Linked DNA regions of Hordeum vulgare: region 2 is linked to region 1. The links are chromatin contacts, called in public Hi-C maps. All regions are on one chromosome and are shown on one strand. Each heading gives the region's core, a stretch centred on a gene start, on an enhancer-like site or on the middle of the called end of the contact. The rest is flanking DNA. Distances are from core to core; before and after follow the strand shown. Region 1 holds the start of LOC123446672 (ethylene-responsive transcription factor ERF014-like). Region 2 holds the start of LOC123449093.

Region 1 (7,410 bases), core at 1,849-4,348:
TTCAGCAGGGAGGTGCCCAGATGTGGCTCTCGAGGTCCCGACTTCATGGAGGCGCCGGCTCATATCTCGTATGGCGCGGGGAAGCAACTAGGTGAAAGCTTTGTGCTTCGGCACCGACAACGACGACACCTGCAAATGCCGCTTTCCTCGTGCGGACGTTGTCGTATCTCGCTTCCCCTGCGAGAGTCCCACATGACAATCTTTGTCCGTTTCGTCGCGTGCGGCAATGGCGACACTTTGCGTTGTTTCACCTCTCGAGGGTGTTGCCGGGGAGCCCAAGTGTCGTTGGTTATTGCTAGTGTAGTCTTTAGGTCCTCCTATTTTCCAGCTCAGCGGCGTAGTTGTGTTTCGACTAATGTATTATCTGAATTCTGCTTTATTGGGGTGTTTCATCGTCATCATGTAGCATTCGGACGTGTACTTGTGATCTTTAATTTATATATAGTAGCAAAAGGCTCGTGCGTTGCAACGGATTTTTTTTCATAATTTCCAATGGAGATGGCCATATTTTACTGCATCACTCAGATATACTATCACTCTTAATTTCGTGAAATCATGAACAATTTAGAAATCATAACATTTTCTATAAATCATGAACCTATTTAAAATCATGAATATTTTTTATCATTTATAGGTGATATTGACACTGGGTTAAGGTGATAATTAAGCGACAATTTTACGAGATGGCCTTTGTGAAAAAATAACATGTTAAAGGTTTGAAAGATATGAATATTTTTAAAAATACTTTAATCTATAAAATATTTGAGGTTTGAGAAAAGGCTAGAAAAAATGAGAAGTACCTGGGTCGAACCCAGGTCTCCTGGACGGGATACATACCGCATAGCCAACAGGCTGGCTAGTGCCCTTGTATAATGTAATGACATGAAGTTTGATGAACAGAAGCTCCACTTATTAATGGCATTGGTGGGTAATTTTCATCAACTTTAAGGACAATGTTAATAACGAACGACAGAAGCACTAATTGTTTTATTAATATTAGTAGGTAAAGATATAGTGGGCCAAAAAAGTGTGCTTCAAGAATTTGGTCTGAAGTTTTGTTAGTCTCTCAGGAAGGCCGTTTATGATTTTGTTAGGAAAACCAATCCAGAGTTTCGTGTATGGTTTGTTCCAACTCCAACCAAAGCTAGTCAATTCATTGTTAGAATCGCCAACCCGCTGCACTTGAAGTACATGTATGGGTTATGTGTAACGGCCTGCCCAAACAGTGGCTGTTTTCAGTAAAATGTTAACTAAGTGGTGGTTATGAGCAGCGCTAACCCTAATAGTGATGATCTTTTATGCAATTTATGCTTTGCTCCAAATACAGGATAGGTCAGATAAAATCTGAGCACATGTGAGTAGCAGCAAGGTTTTTTTTTTTAACGTTAGCAGTTTAACTGCTAAATTCGTTGAATAGATAGTAGAGAGTTGGTCCAGTGAGCAGCAGCTAGGTTTGATCAAAGCCTATGTAAGCTAGGCAGTTTCATGGATGCATGGAGTACACCATAAGATACGTAGAAAAGCGAGACTGAACATAAAGCTTACATTAACTTTTATTGGCAGATGTTACTTGCTGCAACAACAACATGGGGGCTGCTAGTTTCCACCGTTTGATCGCACGTTCACTGCTCAACGGCTCAGCTCACATTTCGTGCTTTTACATAGTGCGTTTTTCTTGATCTGCGTCAGGCACTGGGTACTGCCCGATCAACGCTTCTCCGAGTAGCCGAGATCGATCTTATACATCCCGGCATGTCATTTGTGTTTGCAACAAAACATTGGGTCCACAGTCCACACAATAATGCCGTTCGTTCCCTAAATGATGATGGATAATCAGGGTATTACCGGCCACTTTCCGAATTAGGGAATGCAGGAGCGCTATTATCAGCCTGATCACTTGCCGTGGAGGGCAGAGCCAATCTTTACACCGAGATGTGCAGAGGCACTTGATCATCTCGCACAGCTTTTTCTCATGCCTGATGGATGATCTGACTTCTCGCTCTCCACGCATGGATGGCGCCTCTGAACTTGCTTGGGCGCGACGACTCTCACGATGGTACGAGCTTTTTAAGAGCACATCTAACCGTCTGCCGTTACTTAATTATAATGTGGGGGCATAGCAGCTAGCAGTGTAGATTAATGATGTAGTATGAGAAATCTGGCATGCCCATGACTCCATGACGTACGTTCGAATTATATATGCACAATGGCCGCAGATCTTTCTAATAATAAGAGAAATATACCCGGTATTGGTATGCTATATACATATGTACGAGGCGCACTAATCGACGTCTGAAAACTGACGAATAATTGAGCATTGTATGCTTTAGGCCAGCCTATATACAATTTCCATGGCAGCTAATTAAAGATATAGGGCTTTTCGCAGTTCCATGTACATAGTACTGAAATGGCACGATGGCAGCTGATAGATCTGGTTTTACAGCTATTTCCGTGGCTTTAATTATAGGTTTTCCGACAGCATCAGGCAAGTTTGGCAGCTGCCCATGCATGCAGGCGTACCCTGTTTCCGTTTCTTTTCTTTTCTCGCCACAGTTAATTACTACTACAGCCGAAGCGTCCTCGAAGGAAGGCGAGCTATACAAGCTACAGCACTACATTCTCCCACGATCGAGATCCGCCTATACCTTCTCAAACAAGCCTGGCTAGGCAAGGGCAAAGTCGGTATTCCTACATCACATGTGCTTCCTCCGTCACGGTTTAGAAGGTGCGTATGAAAATTTTCTAGAACCTAGGTGTATTGATTGGCTATAAAATGAGTTAAAAAATAACATTTACACTACGCATTCATTTAAAAGTAATAGTACAACGAAGTACTAATTAAAAGCTTGGAGTAAATGCAATGCGCCTTAAACCTTGTTTATCGTAAAAAAATGCACGTAAATTTAACTGTGTCTTCTAAACCGTGACGGAGGTAGTAGTAGGATGATACGAGAAATCTGGTTGAATCATTTTTTTCTTCTTTCTTGTTCGATCACTAGTCGAACGCGTCTCACGGATGTTTGAGGAGTTATTTGAAGGGTGAGGCTGTAGATGCTCTAACCAGCCTTGGTCTTGGTCACTGGACCGAAAATAATCAAGGAGTCTTCCAAATGCAAGTTAAGCAGTACTAGCACTTGAATAGCGCGAACCCTTTCTCCACTGCCCGGACCACGCACGTACATCCTCTCCTACGTACGTACGTGGTGACTTTGCGTGCGCGAGAGTGACACTGCCCCCTTTCCCACCATCGAATTCGCTAGCTAGCAGCGCTCCGTTCACACTTCACACGCCGCGTCCCTCCCTATAAGTAGGCAGCTGCGTGGCGCGGCAGCAAGATCTCATCTCGCCGGCACGGAGGAGCTACAGCGCGTGCAAAATGGTCAAGAACCACCCGGGCAGTGGCACTAGCAGCAGGTGCGTCGACGCTGCGGCGGTACCGGAGAGCGGCGGTAGGCGGCCGGCGGCAATGGCGGTGAGGCAGTACAAGGGCGTGCGGATGCGGAGCTGGGGGTCGTGGGTGTCCGAGATCAGGGCGCCGCACCAGAAGCGCCGGATCTGGCTCGGCTCCTACGCCACCCCGGAGGCCGCCGCGCGCGCCTACGATGCCGCCCTCCTCTGCCTCAAGGGCTCCGACGCCGTCCTCAACTTCCCGTCCTCGTCCTCCGCCTCACCACCCTCGCCGCCGCATTCCGTTCCCGCCGACGACCTGTCCCCGAGGTCCATCCAGCGCGCGGCCGCCGCCGCCGCCGCGGCCTTCGAAGCCACCAGGATCGTCGTGGACGACAGCTGCTCTTCCAGCGCCGAGGCGACGACGCCGCGGACCTCGGTCTCGGTGTCGACGCTGGGGAGCGCCGACGTCCAGGAGCACGCCACGTCCTCGATGTCCCGCGCGGCCAGCGCTGGCTCGCCGGTGGGAGATCACGAGGAGCTGTGGACGGACCTGGACGCCTTCGCGTCCCCCAAGCTCATGGATCTCATCGCCGCCGGTCACGCCACGCCCTTCTCGTCGACCTGGGAGGAGCCCGAGGAGGACGGCGAGATGATGAGGCTGTGGAGCTTCTGCTAGAGCGATGATGCACGTACGCACCGTTTGCAATGGATCGACTTCGACACGCGCATCCATCCATGAGTCGATCGCCATCCATTGATCATCGATTTTTCTCTTCTCCCATGGAAGCTTAGCTAGCTAGGTGCATGCATGGATCCTCTCTAGGCTAGCTCCAGCTAGGTCTCAGTCCAAGTCTGCTTCCACAGATTCTTTCGTTCGTTTTTAGTGTAAGAACATAATACTTATACTACCACAATTAATATACTTAATGACATGTGTGTGTTTATTTGGCGAGACGTCAATAATAATAGTACTGCCACTACACTGTATGGGTTGATGAGTGAGACCGGTTGCATTGGATGCCTGTTGGATTTATTCCGTTTTGCTTCAGTTCGTTTCTGTTGATCATTACAGTACAATTAGTTTAGTTTAATCGGAAAGTGCTATGGAGGACGAGCTTTCTGTCTCGTGAGGAGGCTTGGTGCCTACGCTCAGAGCAGCTCACTCGCAGGAGCTTAGCTGAGCTGTGCTGGTCTGTAACTCTGCAGCTCTGGGTTCTCCGGTATTGTAAAGGTGGCCATAAAATGCCTTCGATCTAGCTAAGATTCTTTATTTTATTTTCTTTTTGAGGATGATCTAGCTAAGATTCCAGCGCTCCCATTAGCTGTTATCCTGGCCTTTCCCACTTACTCCAGCTGACAATCCAGTGTTGTGTTAAGTCTGTTCAGTGTTCAGTGTTCACACCGTCTGGCCTTCAAGCAGAGTGACACGGCATGACCACTTGCGTCTTGCGGTGTGGAAGCAGTACTACGCAGGTCTTGCCTGGTTCGTTGCAGGTGTTTGTTGTTTAGGGCAACGCCATCAAATATGGTCCTTTTCGGCTCGAATTTATGTGCACTTTGTCGGAGTAGCAACCTTCAGTCGCCACCATGCACCTGGGTACAGCTGTACGACTGTACATGATCTCGGTGTCTTAAGAATCTGATTAGTACTTTATCACCGGCCACCAGAATTTAGGGTCAGAACTGCGGTTAACCCTAACAGCTGATGACCAAAAATACAGCAGCAAGAAACTCCACTTGTATATTGTTTCAGAGATGCTTGATATCAACTGCCCTAGCAAAGGCAGCATTCACTATTCACCTCCGCGATTGTAAAGACGAACCCGAATACATTAAACCCGCGGTGAATGAGTTGACATTGGACCAAATCGGAAACACCGCAAAACACAAGCATGTTCTGGACAGCTCAACCTATGACGCAGGATCAACACGTATATCTTTTATTCCTCCGTATTCTAATGAGGGCTGGCAGGACGCCAATAAAGAAAACCAGGGGAAAACAAAAGCAAAAAAGGCAGAAATAATGCCGTAAACCTTTTCTAGATCCCGATGTTTCCCATGGTAGATCTCTTTATTCCTGGTCGTAATCCACACTACTCAGGCCAGGAATTGCGTAGGATATGATTTCTATAGTAAAAAAATTCTTTAGAGTCATTTGGTTTGTAGGAATAGAATCCTATTCCTATGTAGGAATTATTCCTATCCTCCATATTATATAGAAAAACAAACATTAACCTAGACTTAATGAAAAAAACCATGTGATGTGAATCAAAGGGCATCGCCTTTCCTATATGATTCATGGGATTTGAAATACATGTCATCTCATTTCTCATGACTTTTCTATTCCTATGATTTTCCTACCCTATGAACCAAAGGAGGCCTATGTGCAATGAAGCCAGCAAAGTTAATTGGTTCTTCGCTGTTTTTTCTTTAATTTACTCAAAGCTACTCAACACTTTCATATAATTATGAAGCAGAAAATAATACTATGTCTTCTGTGGAGGTGCTTGGGCTCATACCCGCAACAGAATCAAACAAAATGAAGTCACTATTACCTTGAAAATCTTAAGAGGATGTGAATAACTCTCTTCGGAAGTAAAGAGCTCACTAGTCATCACCCCGGACTGGTATGACATGACCAAATGCGCTGATTAAGAAACCACATGCAGGTACATAAATTACTCTGAATATTGGCACGAATAATACCTGCCCTTATGGAAATTCTAGTTACATAGTAGTAACAGTTTACAAAAATGGCATTCACCACAAAATCAAGAGCCCCAAGGATCAACCAACAAATGTTTGGATATGGATCTAGCTTCAGCAGAATAAAATGCCATCTTCCTTCGGTGCTGAATATCTGTTTCCCGGTTTCCAGCATGTACTCTACAACTGTGGTTTCAAGGATCGCGGCATATCTGCTCAGGGGAAATATCCATTCTGTTCCGCGGCCGCTCGCCTCTTGGTATAAGAACAAACTGCAGAAGGCAATGTTCTCACTGTATTTCACCAGCTTGACCCGACTGCCAGCTCACGCATGCTCTGGCTGATCTGATGATTCATTTTTCAGTGTTTTCTGGTCACGACTTGGATCGACAGCAGCTTGTTGTGTACCTGCATTGCCTACTTCTTCTGAGTCGGGAATTTCATTTCTAATGTCCTCCTGAGTCTTGCTGCTTGCTTCAGTGCTGTCGCAGCTATTTACAACACTCTTCACATTCTCAGGCTCCTCGGATATCTGAAGATCGGATGCAGTTTGCATGTTCTGAACAAGAGGAGTTTCAGGGGTGACACCCATCCCCTTGGAGAGTGCTACATACTTAAGTACTAGTTGCTTGTAAGAGTTTAAAAGGGTATCTACATCAGCAACTGTCAGATCACCAGCACGGGCAAACAGAAATGGGTATTCCTGGAATATTTTGCTCAAGTCGTCATCCTTGACAAGCTCTGTAGCTCCCTTCTTCTCTAAATCAGATATAGATTGCACCCGCTCAACTGATTTACTACTCACATCACTTGCCCTTTTCATGTCCTGAACTGGACCTTGGACATGATCTTTCAAAGGTAGGTTGGCATCGGAATTTCCACTAGCCTTTAGCGTTTGTGATCCATGCTCCCCCACATCAAGATTGGTCTGATTCTCCTGGTTATCTGAGCCAACTGATAATCCTAACAAGCGTTCCCTTGCCAAATCCATCTTCTTTTGGAAATCTCGTTCATCCATGGATAAAGACTCCGCCTCAATGTTCCAAACAAAAGACTCCGCAGATAGGATGTTTGTAAAAAAATATTGGGCCTCTGACACCAGTCGTGATTGACACCTGTATCTTTGTATGTATAAAAGATTTGAGTGTAACTGTGGAGGATTAGCCTGCATTAAGAACAGAAACTACTTAATTCATGAAGGCTACCCCAATTTAATAATTTAGTATAAATCTACAAAAGAATTTATAGGTGTGCTTTGTAAGCCAACAAAAAAAAAGGGTCATCCCACAGTAATCCAGATAAAAAACAAATAAA
Region 2 (7,243 bases), core at 4,144-6,643, 650 kb after region 1:
GGAGACTCCAATCATACGGCTGCGCTGTGACCGGCGCGAGTTTTCGAGCCGGCGCGTCGACGTTCAATACTGTTCTAATAAAAATATTATAATAATGTGTTAAAACTTTTATTGCACGTGAAATTTTTGAGTCACTGTTTGGAGAAGCTGTGAGAAAAAGATTTCAGACCCACACCTTACGGAATAGAAGCGCTCCCTGGCACGGTTCATCCCTATCGAAGAGGACCAAAAAGGCACAAACCCACTCCCATCCCCCCGTCACGCGTCTCCCGGACCCTTCCTCGTCTCTCTCTCTCTGAACTCCCAACCCAGCCGACCAAATCGCCGCACGAGGGGGCGCCATGGAGGCGGCGGTGGAGAGGAAGGTGCCCGAGCAGGAGGAGCAGCTACAGCCGTCGCACGCCCGGGCCGAGGACGCGCCGCCCGCCGCCGTCGAGGAGGAGGACGAGGCGGAGGCCGAGGAGAGCGAGCGCCGCAACCGCGAGCTCAAGGCCGGCCTCCATCCTCTCAGGGTAAGACCCGCCCGCCGCCGCTAGATCTAAACCTTATCCCCGTTTCCCGTTCCAGAAATGCCTGAACCTTTGAATCTCAGAGGAAGCCGGATGTAATCTCCTTTCTTGTCCGCAGCGCAAGCTCGTGCTCTGGTACACACGCCGGACGCCCGGGACGAGGTCGCAGTCGTACGAGGACAACATCAAGAAGATCGTCGATTTCAGCACTGTACGTGTCTCCGTCACAGCAGGTTGCTTTCAGGGTTTTTTCTTAGTTAGGTCAGTGGAGCTTACTGATTGATATTGCTGTTTGGAATTGGATGACTTTAGGTCGAGTCGTTCTGGGTTTGCTACTGCCACCTCGCACGCCCGTCCGCCCTACCGAGCCCCACGGACCTGCATCTTTTCAAAGAGGGTGTCCGTCCACTCTGGGAGGTATTGCTCCGAACAAGCTGTTGTTTTTTCAGTAGTGTCTGTGTTTAGTATTGGTGTCATGTCTACCATGCTTCTAGTGGTTAATGCATTTTGACTGGGCAGGATCCTGCAAATCGGAATGGCGGCAAGTGGATTATACGGTTCAAGAAGGCTGTTTCTGGGCGTTTCTGGGAGGATTTGGTAAGTAATCTATTTGTGCTTTCGTTGGGCTGTAAGATTAGGTCATCATACAAACTTCGGTTGTTGTTCTTTAAACCCTCAACTAGGACTTCCCTTCCTGTGCCACCATGAAGTACTATACATTAGCCTACTTGATTTGTGGAAAATTCTACCCCTCCGTTCCTAAATATAAGTCTTTTAAGAGATTTCACTAGGGCTCTACATACGGAGCAAAATGAGTGAATCTACACTCTAAAGTATGTCTATATACATCCGTATGTAGTCCACCGGTGAAACCTCTAAATGACTTATATTTAGGAACGGAGGGAGTAGTTCTTATCATCATGGGATTCTCAAGTGATGTTTTTACTTTGTTCATGACTGGTCTTTAATTGCATTATAACCTTGTGGGATGCTGTGAGGAGTTAGTGATGGTCTGATGGATCAAACATTTCATTCCTCAAGTGAAACAAGAAACTTAGGTCTAGATTTGGAACAGGATAGCCCTTGTTCTGTTTATAGAGCGGAAATGTTTTTTCCTTCAGAATGGCATTCCTCATGAGTCATGGCCATAATCTCTACTATCTTATACTCCCCCTGATGGGGTTATAGTCCTAGGGTAGGGTCATAGGCCTGCCCTGTAAGTCCTACCCAAGGACTACCCCTCATAAGGGACAAGGCCCTTAGTCAGTTCCGACTGAATTAAGGAGTCCCCATCGTCCAGTCGGTAACAGGTCCTCGACCATCCAGTCGGAGAACATCAAACTAACCGACTGGATGGCACTCGGAACATCGTAACCTCCCTGGAGGGAAACAGTCGTACGTTTCCCGGTGCATTTATTAGCATTTAGGACATACGTTACCTGTAACGTAGGCATTCAATCGCCACTACTCCACCCCTGTACCGGAACCGTTGTGGAGGGCAACGCACTCTATATAAGCCACCCTCCCCCGCTGGTGCAGGGGTTAGCAAATCATTGTATTCCATATTCCACTCGACAACAAGCTCCTAGAGCACTGAGACGTAGGGCTATTACCTCCACCGTAGAGGGGCCTGAACTCATACAACCTCGCCGTAGCTGGGACTCTGCCCATCCTTTTCGTACCCTACACATCTACTGTCAGGCTTATACCCACGACACCCCCACTCCACTCAATCTCCCTCAGTCATCTAGAACCCACGAGACCCCTCCCATCTGAAGAGAAAAAAGAATCTTAGCTTGCAACGGTGCTCACGTTGCTGCTGCAGTTACACAACTGCAGTGTTGGCTGCTTGATTGAGTTTCTTCTCTGCAGTGTTGCACATGCATTGGTTGTTATATACCATAATATATTAATAATCCAATACATCTGAATCATTTTTGCGGTTCCGTAGCAACACAACGACGTTATGCTAGTGCCAATAGTCAATGGAGACTTAGGTCCGTGACATGAAAACATGGGATTACCCATGATGGGCCCGGATCTCCCTGTATAAGGCCGTCCCTTAAACCAAACAGCCTTGCAGCGCATAATGGTCTGGCACCCTGGTACCTGTACCAACATAATCCTGAGACCTGAGGTAGTATTATTGCTATTTTCATGTTTACTGTGTGCACTTATGACTTGAAGCAAGTGGTTCAGCATAGAAGAAGTTGACGCTGATCCAGAAATGAATTAGCAGCCTTCCAAGATGCACTGTTCTGTGGTTACGGTTGACTGCTTTCTTAAGCATGCATGCCATATGCTATGCTTTACAAATTTTCACAAATTTTCACATGTCTACTGAGCCATACTTCTTGATCACCATTTCTATTTCTTTAATTTTGTATCTTCTTTTTTTGAAGTCCCTTGTCTCTAACTCTTGATTTAGTGTATAAATATTTTAGTCTGGCAGTCTAGTTTCCCTATCAATGTTTATGAAATCAAGATTGCAAATAATCTCATGCATGGCTCCTATTAGTAGATTTATGCATCACTAGTACAATGGGTGCAGTGGGTTTTAAAATGTGAAGCAAGATTTGTACCTATGGCTATTGTTCCCACAAACAAAACCTGTGGCACTGTACCTTTTGAATGTTTGCCTCGGCAAGTGGAGATTTGTGCTGCATTAAAGAAATCGAAGAGCTACGAGAAACATTTGGGTACATGGATGCCCTCTATCAGTTGTTGTCACATCCCACACCCTTCATGTTAATACGCAATGCCTGTTTAACATCATTTTTGTTTCTTCTTATTTATTTTTCTGAGTACACTTGTGGATATTGCATTTGTGTGAGGATACTAATTTGAGAGAGGAAGATATGTGTTGCATTTACTCATAAATTGGTTTAACTAATGTAATGGAAATGACACAACATGCTTCATCCTTGTGTTTTCCTGGTGCAACTGTTTGATTTTACTCTCATTCTGGTCTCCCACCATGAGCCCTCATATCTAGCTGATTTTACATGCTCTATTGTACTTGCAACAAGTAGGTTTGTTTTATCATTATTTTCTGGCACCATCTTCTTTTCTCTATATAGTGTCTGCTTGTTGTTGATGTCACATCCACAGCAATCTCAGATTTTCTTTGCTCATTCACATTTCATTTCCTGTCTTTGTTCTGCTTTTCTATGCGGCTTGTCCTCCCCTTTAGTCTCTGGGATCACAATCATTCAGTTTTACAGTGCCTCAAGAATGGCACCTGATTGCCCAAAATGTGTTCTGTTGATTAACAATTTTTATAAGGATTATTTGGTTAGGTCCTGCAGCTGTCGATGGCTTAGATTTTAATTCTTTCCACCATCATGTTTCTTTGTCCAGGTGCTGGTTCTAGTGGGTGACCAACTTGATTATAGTGATGATGTTTGTGGCATTGTGCTAAGTTGTCGTTTCAATGAAGACATCCTGAGTGTCTGGAATCGGAATGCATCAGACCACCAGGTTTGCGACTTCTCTTAATGTTTCTGGACTAAGGTGTTTGGATTTGACTGTGTTACCACCAGTTTTTTTTCTCTCTTCTCCATGTTATTCATTCGCTCGTGTTCTTGTGCCTTGCAGGCTGTGATGACATTAAGAGACTCAATTAAGAGGCACTTGAAGCTGCCGCACACCTATCTGATGGAGTACAAACCACATGATGCCTCGCTGCGAGACAACTCGTCCTACAGGAACACATGGCTGAGAGGTTAACCTCCATGTTGTCAAGGCTAGTCATGGCCCTTCTCGTGAACTTAATCCTTGTGGATTTTCGGTTCTGAAGTTTCAACCCAGCCATGATGTATGATTACTCTTTGTCATGCTACCATGTACTCTACAGAATTTCAAATGCCTAAGTATTGACTTTTATGATATTCGCCCGGATGGCTGTATGGTCGACTCGTTTTGGCAAGTACTCCCTCTGTCTCAAAATAAGTGACGCAAATTTAATATTAAATTAGTATAAATTTGGTATTAAAGCAGCAACACTTATTTTGGAATGGAGGGAGTATTTAGGTGAAACCTCGGGTTGCTCTTTGGATGGTGCTGATAATATCACAGAAATAGTAAGTACTCCAGGATGATAATTGAATCTCGGGAATGTCTGAGCACATTGTTTGGGTCTTTCAGACGGCACCGGTTACTCTTACCAGCAAAAAGAAAAATTAAGCACATACCTTTTGATCAGTAGTATAGCAAAAAACAAATTTTATAAACAAAGATCTGTGATATAAAGAGGGTTGGCCAAGAATTACATTTTGTTAGGGTAATGCCAAACCTTAGGCTGTGTTTGTCAGACAAGTATTTTTGGAGTATTTCTAGAATATCATGTTTTGTTTTTAGAAACCATAGTTTTGTAAACCCTGATGTATTTGGCATCAATAAATATATACAATAACTTACAAACCGCAATGCTTTTAAATAGCGTCTTTTGGTTTAAAAAAAATAGAGTATTCATTGACCAAACATTGGAATACCGAGGTTTTACATTACCACGGTTTCAAAAATACTGTGCTGCTAAAAATTAGGCCCTTGCATGTTCGCCAGACAAATCTTACACCAGGACTGGCAGTCAAAAAGACTGAAAAAAAGAAGAAGACTGGCAGTCAAAATAAAATAAAATAATAAAAAAATCTCACACTAGGGATTTGGGTAAACGGGCCAAGCCCGCGTTCTAGCCTTCTTAGTTCCACCCATCATCCCAGCCCATACAGTGCCAAATGGCTCTTGCCGTCGGCCTACTGCCCAGAAAAATCTGAGCACGGGCCCGATCAAAACACTGACACTCCGGCTAAAAAATAAAGAGAGAGAAAGAACACCGATACTCACTTTACTGCTCGCAATTCTGTCCGTACCGTAGCGTGCGCCGCGCCAACCTCCTCCCTCCCCTGGCTCCCGCCCAAATCCGCCCCCCCGCGCGCGCGCGCGCGCGTCCGCTCCACCGCGCGGGAGAAACGTGAAGCTAATCCATCCAGCCCCGTCTCCCGCCCCCTCGCGGCACTAAACAATTTCCAGCTCCCGAACCCCAAACCCTAGCCCCGGCTCCCCGCTCGATCCCGTTCCGATGGGCGGATCTGCTGACCCCGAGGACCCGGCGCCGATGCCCACGCCCACGCCGTCGCCAACGCCGTCCCCTGCGAAGCCGTCGCCCTCGTCGTCCGACGCGAAGCGCCTGAGGCGGTGCGTGCAGTCCAGGCTCCCGTTTGGGTCGGGCAGGTCCGGCGGCGGCGGCGGCGGCGCAGGGGTTGCCCCTCCCGCGCCAGCGGCCGAGGAGGCGGCTGGGAAGGAGGCCGCGGAGGAGCCGGAGAAGGCTAAGAGGAAGGCGAGGCCGCGGAGATCAGCGGCCGCCAGGAAGGTACTGCATTGCTAGAATTCGCCCCCGTCTCGGCTGTTGTCTGGTGCTTGCTCGGTAACTGGGCTGCTTTAATTCGCCCGCTGCGTTGAAATCGTGGATTCTCTATGCTCGCTTCCGTGTTGATAAATAAGTTCCTCCCGATTTTCAATTTTAAATAAGTTTGGAATGCACATGATTTCTTATACCTTGTTGGCCAAGTAGAGGTGCAAACAGATCGAGTAGTGACTCTACCACATCTGTATCTGTTGATGAACACCTGTAACTGATATACGAATTTGAACCAATTTTCTGCTCACATTAATACACCATGAGCATGGCAGGAAATATGTCGTCGGTGTATATAATAGCTAAATTACAGAATTGAAATTCAAGCCACATCACTTTGATCTGAAACAATTGGGCTGGCATGACGGATTTAAAGCTACATACGTGGGTTAGTCTGGGGACCGGGATAAGGTTAGACATACATCAAATGCCTAGTCTGATGTAGCCTGTAGCGTGTCTGGGCTGCTGAGTCCAGTCTTGATGTGAATATGGAAATTGGTGGCATTACTATATTTTGAGTGCTAGTTTATTCTTTCCATTTGCGTTTTGGGGAATATTAGTATCAAAATAAAACAGTACATCCCTACATTTCCCTTCCTTTTATTTGATGACAGGCACTGCATATTAAAGTTAAACACAGAAGATATGTCTACCCCGCAATCAAGTCACCTATCTTTTGCATGCTGTGCCTATACCTTGCTAATTTTTGTGCTACAAGTCTAGCAAATATCATGCCTGAAGGGTTGTAATCTTAGGCTTTTAGTAGTGGCTGCCTGTTCCATCAAGAACATCATTATCAAATATGTTTCTTCCCATCATCATGCACAAGTACTTGTATGGAACTGCCAACTTTCCACATTTCGCAAATCAAGCGGAGAAAAAGGGGAGCTCTAGGGCTGTACCTTCTTTGTGGAGTCAAATTCTGAACTTTCAGTGAACCAAGTAGTGATCCTCACAGATTAGTAACTAACAATGATGTTTCAAACCAACCACACATAACTGAGCTAAATGAATTGAATATGTTGACTCCCTGCTTACTGTTTGCTCAAGGAGTGTCCTCCCGTTTATTGCATAACCATTTAAGATCCAAGAGAATAGTTTAGAAAGGATACGGTAAAGGTTAGCTCTCTTCTTTCCACCAGTAAATTTTACCATCTATCTCTGTTGCAAGGCTTTGATTAAACCGTCCATGCCACCCAAATTATCTGAAGTGGATAAATTGAATTTGGCAATGCGATCCAGACAAAAACATTATAGAGAAGGAAAAAAAACTCGTAGATGGTTAATTGCAACCAGTGGCATGCACATTCTCCCAGTT

Evidence for each region. A called contact is a pair of places that touch in the nucleus more often than the background predicts.
Region 2: a contact with region 1 is called in a Hi-C map of seedling, with 4 times the contacts expected there. The contact joins the promoter of LOC123449093 here to the promoter of LOC123446672 in region 1. A contact is called at or near these places in 5 of 6 Hi-C or Micro-C datasets (leaf, seedling and an unstated tissue) and 1 of 1 datasets of contacts at active chromatin or transcription factors (embryo).

The regions. Positions count from the first base shown.
Region 1 is chr4H:488,812,889-488,820,298 of MorexV3_pseudomolecules_assembly, forward strand. LOC123446672 (ethylene-responsive transcription factor ERF014-like) reads left to right here and starts at 3,099. Exons shown (of 1, transcript XM_045123231.1): 1 at 3,099-4,370. The coding sequence starts at 3,377. The coding sequence ends at 4,066. LOC123449090 (vacuolar protein sorting-associated protein 9A-like) reads right to left here. Exons shown (of 5, transcript XM_045126176.1): 5 at 6,042-7,261. The coding sequence ends at 6,422.
Region 2 is chr4H:489,464,377-489,471,619 of MorexV3_pseudomolecules_assembly, forward strand. It overlaps LOC123449093, which reads left to right and starts at 5,394. Exons shown (of 18, transcript XM_045126179.1): 1 at 5,394-5,880. The coding sequence starts at 5,590. It overlaps LOC123449094 (eukaryotic translation initiation factor NCBP), which reads left to right and starts at 239. Exons shown (of 6, transcript XM_045126180.1): 1 at 239-512; 2 at 628-720; 3 at 822-926; 4 at 1,029-1,106; 5 at 3,870-3,989; 6 at 4,107-4,397. The coding sequence starts at 342. The coding sequence ends at 4,238.